Regions from separate parts of the Sus scrofa genome. Here region 2 is linked to region 1. The links are chromatin contacts, called in public HiChIP or PLAC-seq maps. All regions are on one chromosome and are shown on one strand. Each heading gives the region's core, a stretch centred on a gene start, on an enhancer-like site or on the middle of the called end of the contact. The rest is flanking DNA. Distances are from core to core; before and after follow the strand shown. Region 1 overlaps TMC1 (transmembrane channel-like protein 1). Region 2 overlaps TMC1 (transmembrane channel-like protein 1).

Region 1 (3,817 bases), core at 265-2,764:
ACCCAGTACCCAGTACCAAAGCCATTTCCACAGCACCCCACTTCACCGTACCGAGTTCTATTATTAGTCAGCTCAGGCTTCCAGAGCAAAATACCATAGACTGGGTGATTTAAACAACAAAATGTATTTGTTGATCAGATTTGGTGTCTGGTGAGAACACTCTTCCAGGCTTGTAGATGGCTGCCTTCTCACTATGTCTTCTCAGGACAGAGAGAGGAAACGCTGGTGTTTCTTCCTCTTCTTATAAGGACACTAATTCCATCGTGGGACTCTACTCTCTAGTTTGCTTCCAAAGGCCCTACCTCCTAATACTATCTCATTTGGGCGCTGGGGCTTCAACAGAAAGATTTGGGGGTATACAAGCATTCAGTCCATAACATTACTAGAGCATAATCTAGCTGATCCTGACTGATGCAAAACCTATGACAACAAGGGAAGACAATCTTAGGATGAAGCCAACATTGTAGATAGCAAAGTGGAAAAATAAATAGAGTTTTTGATATCATTGAACCACTGAATCATCTCCTACTGGAAGGCCATTCCATTGCTAGACTTACCAGTTAAATAAGAAATAAATTCCCTTACAATTTAAGCGATTTGAATCAAAAATTCTTAACTGGTACAGTGATTAGCTTCTGTATTACATGACTCCCCAACAGTGGTGATAGGTGAATGGAATAAGAGAGGGCACAAGATCTCTGAGCAAACAAGATGCATGTTGGGCAACTGTCTGTGAAGCAGCTGGATACAAAAAGCTCTGTCCCATAGGAATATCATATCCAGGGAAGTCAACCCACTTGGCTTCAAGTCCATCAGTAGGTCTGCTGATAGTGGCAAGAGTAGTTGAATTAGAAGTAGAGGAGAGCTACACATTGCGAAATCAATTTCATAAATTGTGGGCTACAGTCACAGTTTTCATTTTCTTTTTTTTTTTGCCTTTTCTAGGGCCGCTTCCTGCGGCATATGGAGGTTCCCAGGCTAGGGGTCTAATCGGAGCTACAGCCACCAGCCTATGCCAGAGCCACAGCAATGTGGGATCTGAGCCATGTCTGCAACCTACACCACAGCTCACGGTAATGCCACATCCTTAACCTACTGAGCAAGGCCAGGGATCGAACCTGCAACCTCAAGGTTCCTAGTCGGATTCGTTAACCACTGTGCCACGACGGGAACTCCTCAGTTTTCATTTTCTATAGCAGAATTAAAAAGCCTTCCCCATTCTGAGAAAAAATTGGAAATAAAGAAAAATTATTTCATACCTTCACCCCACCATATTGGGCAGTCTCTGATATCATCATTTTAGTAACACCATGCTTCTGCAGGAAGAAGGCCCATAGCAGTGTAACAGAGCAGAGAAAGTAATGGAGGCCTGCATCTGCCACCAAGGAAGCTACAAGACAACAGGCTAGAGATGAACAATATCCTCGCTGACCTGTCAGTTCCAAAATGCAAATAGATCTGAGAAACCCAACTATACGCCTGTTCCTGTTTTTCTGTGATGCTGGTTCTGGGTGGAGATCTCTAACTTCCTTATTTCCTACCATAAGTGTTCTTTGAATAAACCCTTCTAAATTACAGTGCCTCTCCTCTTTGAAAACCAAACACTTTTCAATATCCAATTATTCCAGCTAGCTCTCTCAAAAAGATAGTTCATCTTCCCTTTAACAAATATTACTCATATTTTTAAGGGTTGGAAAAAAAAAAAAGAGAGAGAGAGTCTTTTCTCCCAAAGCAGCATTTGTTTAAAACAACCTTAAGCCCAGACAGGTCATAGTTGTTGCATCACTTAACTTCCACCAGATGCCGCTGTTGCTGATTCACCCAGCCGGAGGAGTCCTACAAAACTTAATCTCATTACTGAAAAAACACTAGCAACTGCTTCACAAAGAACTGCTTCTCCCTGTTCCTGAGAAATTATCTGTTTTAACAACTACCATCTCTGTAAAAGACCTGCTGGACATTTAACAACTGTCTCAGAGGATTTCCTGAAGTGTGATAAGATTGAGAGAAACCCTCAGGATGCAGTGGTGTTTTCTTGGAATCTAGCAGGAGAGATGACCTTTTAGAAAATAATCACACAAATAAACACATAACCACCAACTCTGATTTGTGCTATAAATCAGAGAACAAAGGTTCCTGGTTGCTAATGACCAAGCCTGAGGGGTGGGATCTAAAGGGGCAAAAGAAGCTAAATGTGAAGGCCTGGGAGGAAGCATTCTTCCAAACAGAAGGAATGGAACTTAAGGAGGCACTGAGGCTGGAAGGGTTATGACACTTTGGAAAGGCTAACAAAAAGAGAAGTCAGAGCTTTGAAATTAAGGATAAGAGTTAAAAAAAAATGTTGCAAAGCTGAGTGGTCCCACTGATAAGTCCTTTCAGTGATTATCTATACAATAATTTTAAAATTTATAGCTCTAATCACCTTCCCTCAAGTTCTCCCAAGTCCCTACTTGATATATTCACTTAGTTGTTTCAAAGACACCCTTAAATACATGCATTCATGTCCCTTCTGGGTGGCTGTTCCCTGGATATCAATAAATGGCACAACCCACACATTCAGTTGCAAAATTCAGAAAACTGAAGAGTCCTTACAGTCCCCCTCATCCTTAGCTGCACAGACCATCTACCATCAAATTCTGTTCATTTTATCTACCAAATCTGACAGCTTTTCTCTAGATCAGTGATCACCAAACTAGCATGATTAGCATCTCCAGAGAACTGGTCAGAAATGCATGTTCTCAGGTCCCAACCCAGACCTATGGAATTAAAAGGCCCAGAAAAATCTGCATTTTAACAAATCTTCCAGGGACTGGAAGTCCAGTATAGATTGAGAATCACTGCTGTATAACCACAGGGTCCCTGCTCTGTCTCAAAATCTGTTCCATCATTTCTTATCAGGACTACTATAAAAGCTTCGCAATTGTTCTTTCCCACATCCATAAAGCCTCCATCCTGGGTGAACCTCAGCCCTGGCATCCATTATAATCTACAGGAATATACTCTAAACCAACAAAATCCAAATCTCTGAGGATGGGGCCCAGGCTCTGACACTGTTTAAAAGTTTCACTTTGAAGGTCAAGACTGAGAATCACCACTTAACTCAATTCTGCTTGTTAGCCAAACTGATTTTTTTTTTAAAATGCAAATCTGGTCTTGCAATTTTCCTACTTAAAACCAGCCAGGATCAAGCCTACATTCCTAACACCTATGAAACAGGCAAGTGTTCTGGCCCCTACATTTGCCACACACCCTCTGGTCTTCTACCATACTGGTCTTCAATCTATTGCAGTCCCCATGCTATCTCTTGCTTTAGAGTTTTGCATATGCTACTTGCTCTCCTGGCCTAACTATTCCTGTCTTACCCCTTTTGCCTAGTAATCCTCACTCTTTCCGTAGATCTCAGTTCCGTCTACCCTTCCCCAGGGAAGTCTTTCCCAACCTTCTTTGTCATGGGAAGTGTGTGGTAGGCGGGGGCAGATCCAGATATCCCAGTTTGCCCAGGAGGTCCTGATTTATGGATCTAAAGCTTATGGATTTACTTATTTATAATTCTATATTTATTTGTGATTATTTGACTCATACCTATTGAATCACTGGATCATAAGCCAGGAGAGTTTGATACTCAGAATGCACTAACATATTTCTTGAATGACTGAACAAACTTTTGAACATACAAGTGTTCCCATTTATGTAAGGTGAAAATGAATCTACAGAATTTAAGCATCTTACTCAGATCACACAGATAGTAAATGGTGCAGATAGAATTTGAACCCAGGTCAAGGATTTTCCAATATCATAACCTTTAAGCTGTGTTGGC
Region 2 (3,873 bases), core at 159-2,658, 72 kb before region 1:
TAAGACAGATTTAGGGAGACAAAAAGTGAGGAAAATTAAAAAAAAAATAAAGATACAGAAAGTAAGAGGTTACACTTTGTTATGTCTCCTAGAATTTCACTCAAAGGCTTATTTGACTGACCCTTGCAGTGTCCCTGTAAAGAAGTCCTGGATTACAAAAGGTCATAAAAAAAAACAGGAATAAAGCAGTCAGAACTTAATATTTTTCCCCCACAGTGTTAGGAAGAAAGGAGCCTACTAATAAAATGTCTAGTGCTTTCTTCAGTAGTGGCTAAAATGTTCCACCTTGTAATGTAGTTCAGAAAAATGCTGCTGAGACATTGTGGAAGTTTAAGGAGAAATGATAGGAGAGAGTTTTAGTTAATTAGCTCTACTTTCTCTTAATTATCAAAATTAATAGACCTCAATTGACTATTTTATTCTTAGGTCAGGTACTGCCATCATCCTTACTTTGCAAGGAAGAAAGCAGTAGGAAGGACTGTGTGTCTTAGTTGAAGGAACTGTCTTGTTAGAATCAGGCAGACCTGAGTTCAAAACCTACCTCTGCCGCTTCAAAAAGCATGACCATAAGCCATGTCTAGCCTCTTTGAGCATGTTTCCATTTTCCATTTCAACAAGTTGTAAAAATAAATAATCTCATAGCAGTGTTATGAAAATTAAATAAGTAAAATGTATGTGGCAGTATATAGAAAGCACTCAAATCTATACTAATCTAATGACATCTGAGGAGCCATAAAGTAAATAAGCTATTTTTTCTTTCATTCCAGGAGGTCCTAGTCTAGACAGATGAAAACATATGCACAAATAAAATGATTGGTGTAGAGTGGAATGTAAGTATTTAATGTCAAAAATAGGAGTCAGGAGAGAAAGACAGCCCAGGATGATGAATCGGTCAGTGCAAACTGCATGAAAGAGGTAGATTAACACTGAGTCTCTAAATGTAAAGAGATTAGAAGTCATCATTCCCATCCTAACTAGAAAAAGCTGAACAAACTAAAAATCAACAATTCTTCGGAGAATTGACTTCACAGGGCAAATCATTGCCCCTAAAATTGGAGAGAGACACAGGGCAATACAGAGAATTGCAATTCACCACAGCAAAACCCTGCAAGCAGAAACCTGTGTGGAAACTGTTAGTGGGTAGAAAATTCTACACTGTAATTGACAAATTGCTGGTAAAAGAACTAGAATTGGTAGAGAACAAGTTATAGCCCCATTGGGGTGAACAAAGGATGGGGGCTGGAATTTATAGCAATAGGTGTCGTTACCTACTAAAAAATGAATAAACAGAAACCTCAATTAAATAGAGTTGGAGGCCAGAAGGGGGAGCTCTCATCCTGTGTGGAAAACAGAGCCCAGCAAGTAAACAGACTTGCTTCAATTCAAAGACTCAGCCAATGGAAAGCCATGGACTCTTGGCTTACTAAAGCCCTCTCAATTTCCTTTTCCTCCCTATAAAAGCACACTCCTTTCCTTCCAGGCCTTGCAGGTGGCTCACCATGATTGCAGACCCCAAACTGCAATTCTCTGCTGATCCAAAACAAACCCATCTTTGCTGAAGAAATATCTGTTTGTTTCAGGTCAACATACCTGACCATGTTATTGCTAAGCAAATGAAAAACTTCAGGGATTAAAAATGTCCAGGATCCATAGAGAAACCCAGTGATGGGTGCTATTACCTCAACTTTTAAACAGATTGAGTAGGTAAATTCATTTAAATACTATGGATCATACATATGTTTGCCTTTGGTACTTCTCAAGATCAAACTATACATGGTAGTGAAGGAATTTTAAAAGATACAAACCCACAAGACAAAGGGAAAGAAGGAATATCAGCAGACGAGCAATTTCTACAGTATTTAAAAAATGAGAAAATAGAGAAGAGAATTCTAGTTTATCCAGGCAAGGACTATAGTGCATGTACATTTTTATAATGAATATGTGGCAGCTAAGAGGAAGAAAGCTGACTGGCATTGCAGAATGCAGGGAATTAGATCTTAGAGGCGAGAAGAAGAGCATAGTGGTGAGACATGGGATAGAAAAAGGCCTTAAATTGAAAGTCAACACTGGTAATTTCCTTTGCCAAACCACCTCACTGAGACTGCAAGAGCAACTAGACAGATGGAAAAACTAAAAGCTACCAGGTATCAGTAGCTCTTCTATCCTGCTTTAGTTTGCTTCATAGCTGTCTCCACCTGACATTATGTTCTCTAGTTATTTATTAATTGAGCTACTTTTTATTTTCCCTATAGGAAGTAAGCTCTAAGAAGGCAGGGCCTTTCTTGGTCTTCTTCAACTCTCTGTTTTTGTGCCTGGAAAATTGTAGCATTCAGTAAATATTTGTGGCATGAATAAGTGAATGTATAAATGAATTAATGAACCAATCCATCAACGAACAATAGTGATATTACATGGTAACTTTCGTCTACTCCCGGACGTACCACATTTTCCCCCTAGCTTTGGGGCCTTTGTATAAGAAAACTTTCCAAGAGAAAGAAAAATGATGAACAAAGTCACAGGAAGGAGGAAGCACAGGACTGGAGGGAACAGAGCAGAGCTTTGCTCCATTAGAGTAGGACTGCTTCTTTAGGGCTCTTCCCTAATTTCCTTGGAGACAAACCTATATTTTCCTTAACTGCATCTCCCGTACCTCTCAATATCAAAGCAGGTTTTAATGTAGCTATTGTAAATTTTTCCGGTTGAAATGGTTAGTATTTTACTTGGCTGTCTTCTCACTACAGCATTTGTGCAGTCTGGCAGCTCTGATCATCACAGAACCCCAGCCTTCTCAATGAAGAGATGTAAATACAGGGGGATGAAGAGGAACCATGGCAGGGAATCATGTTCCCACTTCAGCACACCATTATACAGATCACTCCTCTTCAAAGAGAAAGCAAATGTCACTTTCTCATGAGTGGGGTAATTTTCCTTCCCGGTGGTTGGGGCTGATAGCTCACAAGAATCTAGTGCCATCACCTATATCTAGACATAGAAAAGAAGAAGTTTAGCGAGAAGCAAAGAGATAAAGATTTTTTAAATGAACCAAATGATTTAGAATCTATTAGATTAATCTCTAAATCTATAAACTAAGGTGGCATTATGGTGCTATACGTAACAAATATTCAGGTCTCCTGAGTCACCAGCTGCCAGACTTGTGGATTGCAAAGAGGAGCCTGCGGTGGTTTATTTCAGTTTTCAGGTGCTTCCACCCATCCCCTCCCAGGTCATTGGAATGCAGCATCAAAACACCCTGGATGTGATATTATACACGTGAATATCTTTGTACCACTTTCTATACCAACCCTATCTAAATAAGTCACCAAGCCTAAAAATAGACCTCCTTTCTAAAGTTCTGCTTTTGATCCCATATAACCTACTAAGGAATATAGTATTAGAGGCCAATTGCCTGTCTAATACCCCCTTCACACAGGAGCATAGAACAAGGACTAGGGTCCTAGACTACGCTTACATCTTCTTAAACCTACCTGAAAGCAGGTCCTAGGAGGTACTTATAAAGATTAGGATCACAGAACTCACTATCCAAGTATCTATTCATAGCACAGTCAACCATTCACTCAATAAATATTTATTAGGTCTTAACTATTCTGTGGCAGTAGAAGATACATGGTATTAAAAGTCAGCCATGCTCCTGCCTTCCCCTATCTTCCAGCATCATCAGTGATATGATACATCCTGAAATTTCTGGAAGAGTTCTGATTACAAGTATTCACTAGCTATGATATATCATCATAGAATTTTCCATTTTTCTTTGTTTAAAAAAGTAATAAATTTTTGAATATGTAGGTTATTAAATGAGCACACTTTCTTTCATACTATTCAAACAAAAGAAATAAAACCTTTGAGTGTTATTAA

What was found. HiChIP or PLAC-seq counts read pairs in DNA pulled down with a chosen protein or histone mark.
Region 2: an H3K27ac HiChIP or PLAC-seq map of alveolar macrophages shows a contact between it and region 1. The contact joins two enhancer-like sites. A contact is called at or near these places in 3 of 47 Hi-C or Micro-C datasets (blood, embryonic fibroblasts and heart right ventricle) and 2 of 2 datasets of contacts at active chromatin or transcription factors (alveolar macrophages and skeletal muscle).

What each region holds. Positions count from the first base shown.
Region 1 is chr1:225,890,703-225,894,519 of Sscrofa11.1, reverse strand. The region is part of intron 2 of TMC1 (transmembrane channel-like protein 1); the gene reads right to left. Among named protein-coding and RNA genes, the nearest start is that of TMC1, 180 kb to the right of the region's middle. Within about 2 kb of position 1,514, at least 5 of the 83 cell types and tissues checked have an H3K27ac peak or open chromatin away from gene starts, as enhancers often do. A contact at or near this core is called in alveolar macrophages, where this site is marked.
Region 2 is chr1:225,962,941-225,966,813 of Sscrofa11.1, reverse strand. The region is part of intron 5 of TMC1 (transmembrane channel-like protein 1); the gene reads right to left. Among named protein-coding and RNA genes, the nearest start is that of TMC1, 250 kb to the right of the region's middle. Within about 2 kb of position 1,408, at least 3 of the 83 cell types and tissues checked have an H3K27ac peak or open chromatin away from gene starts, as enhancers often do. A contact at or near this core is called in alveolar macrophages, where this site is marked.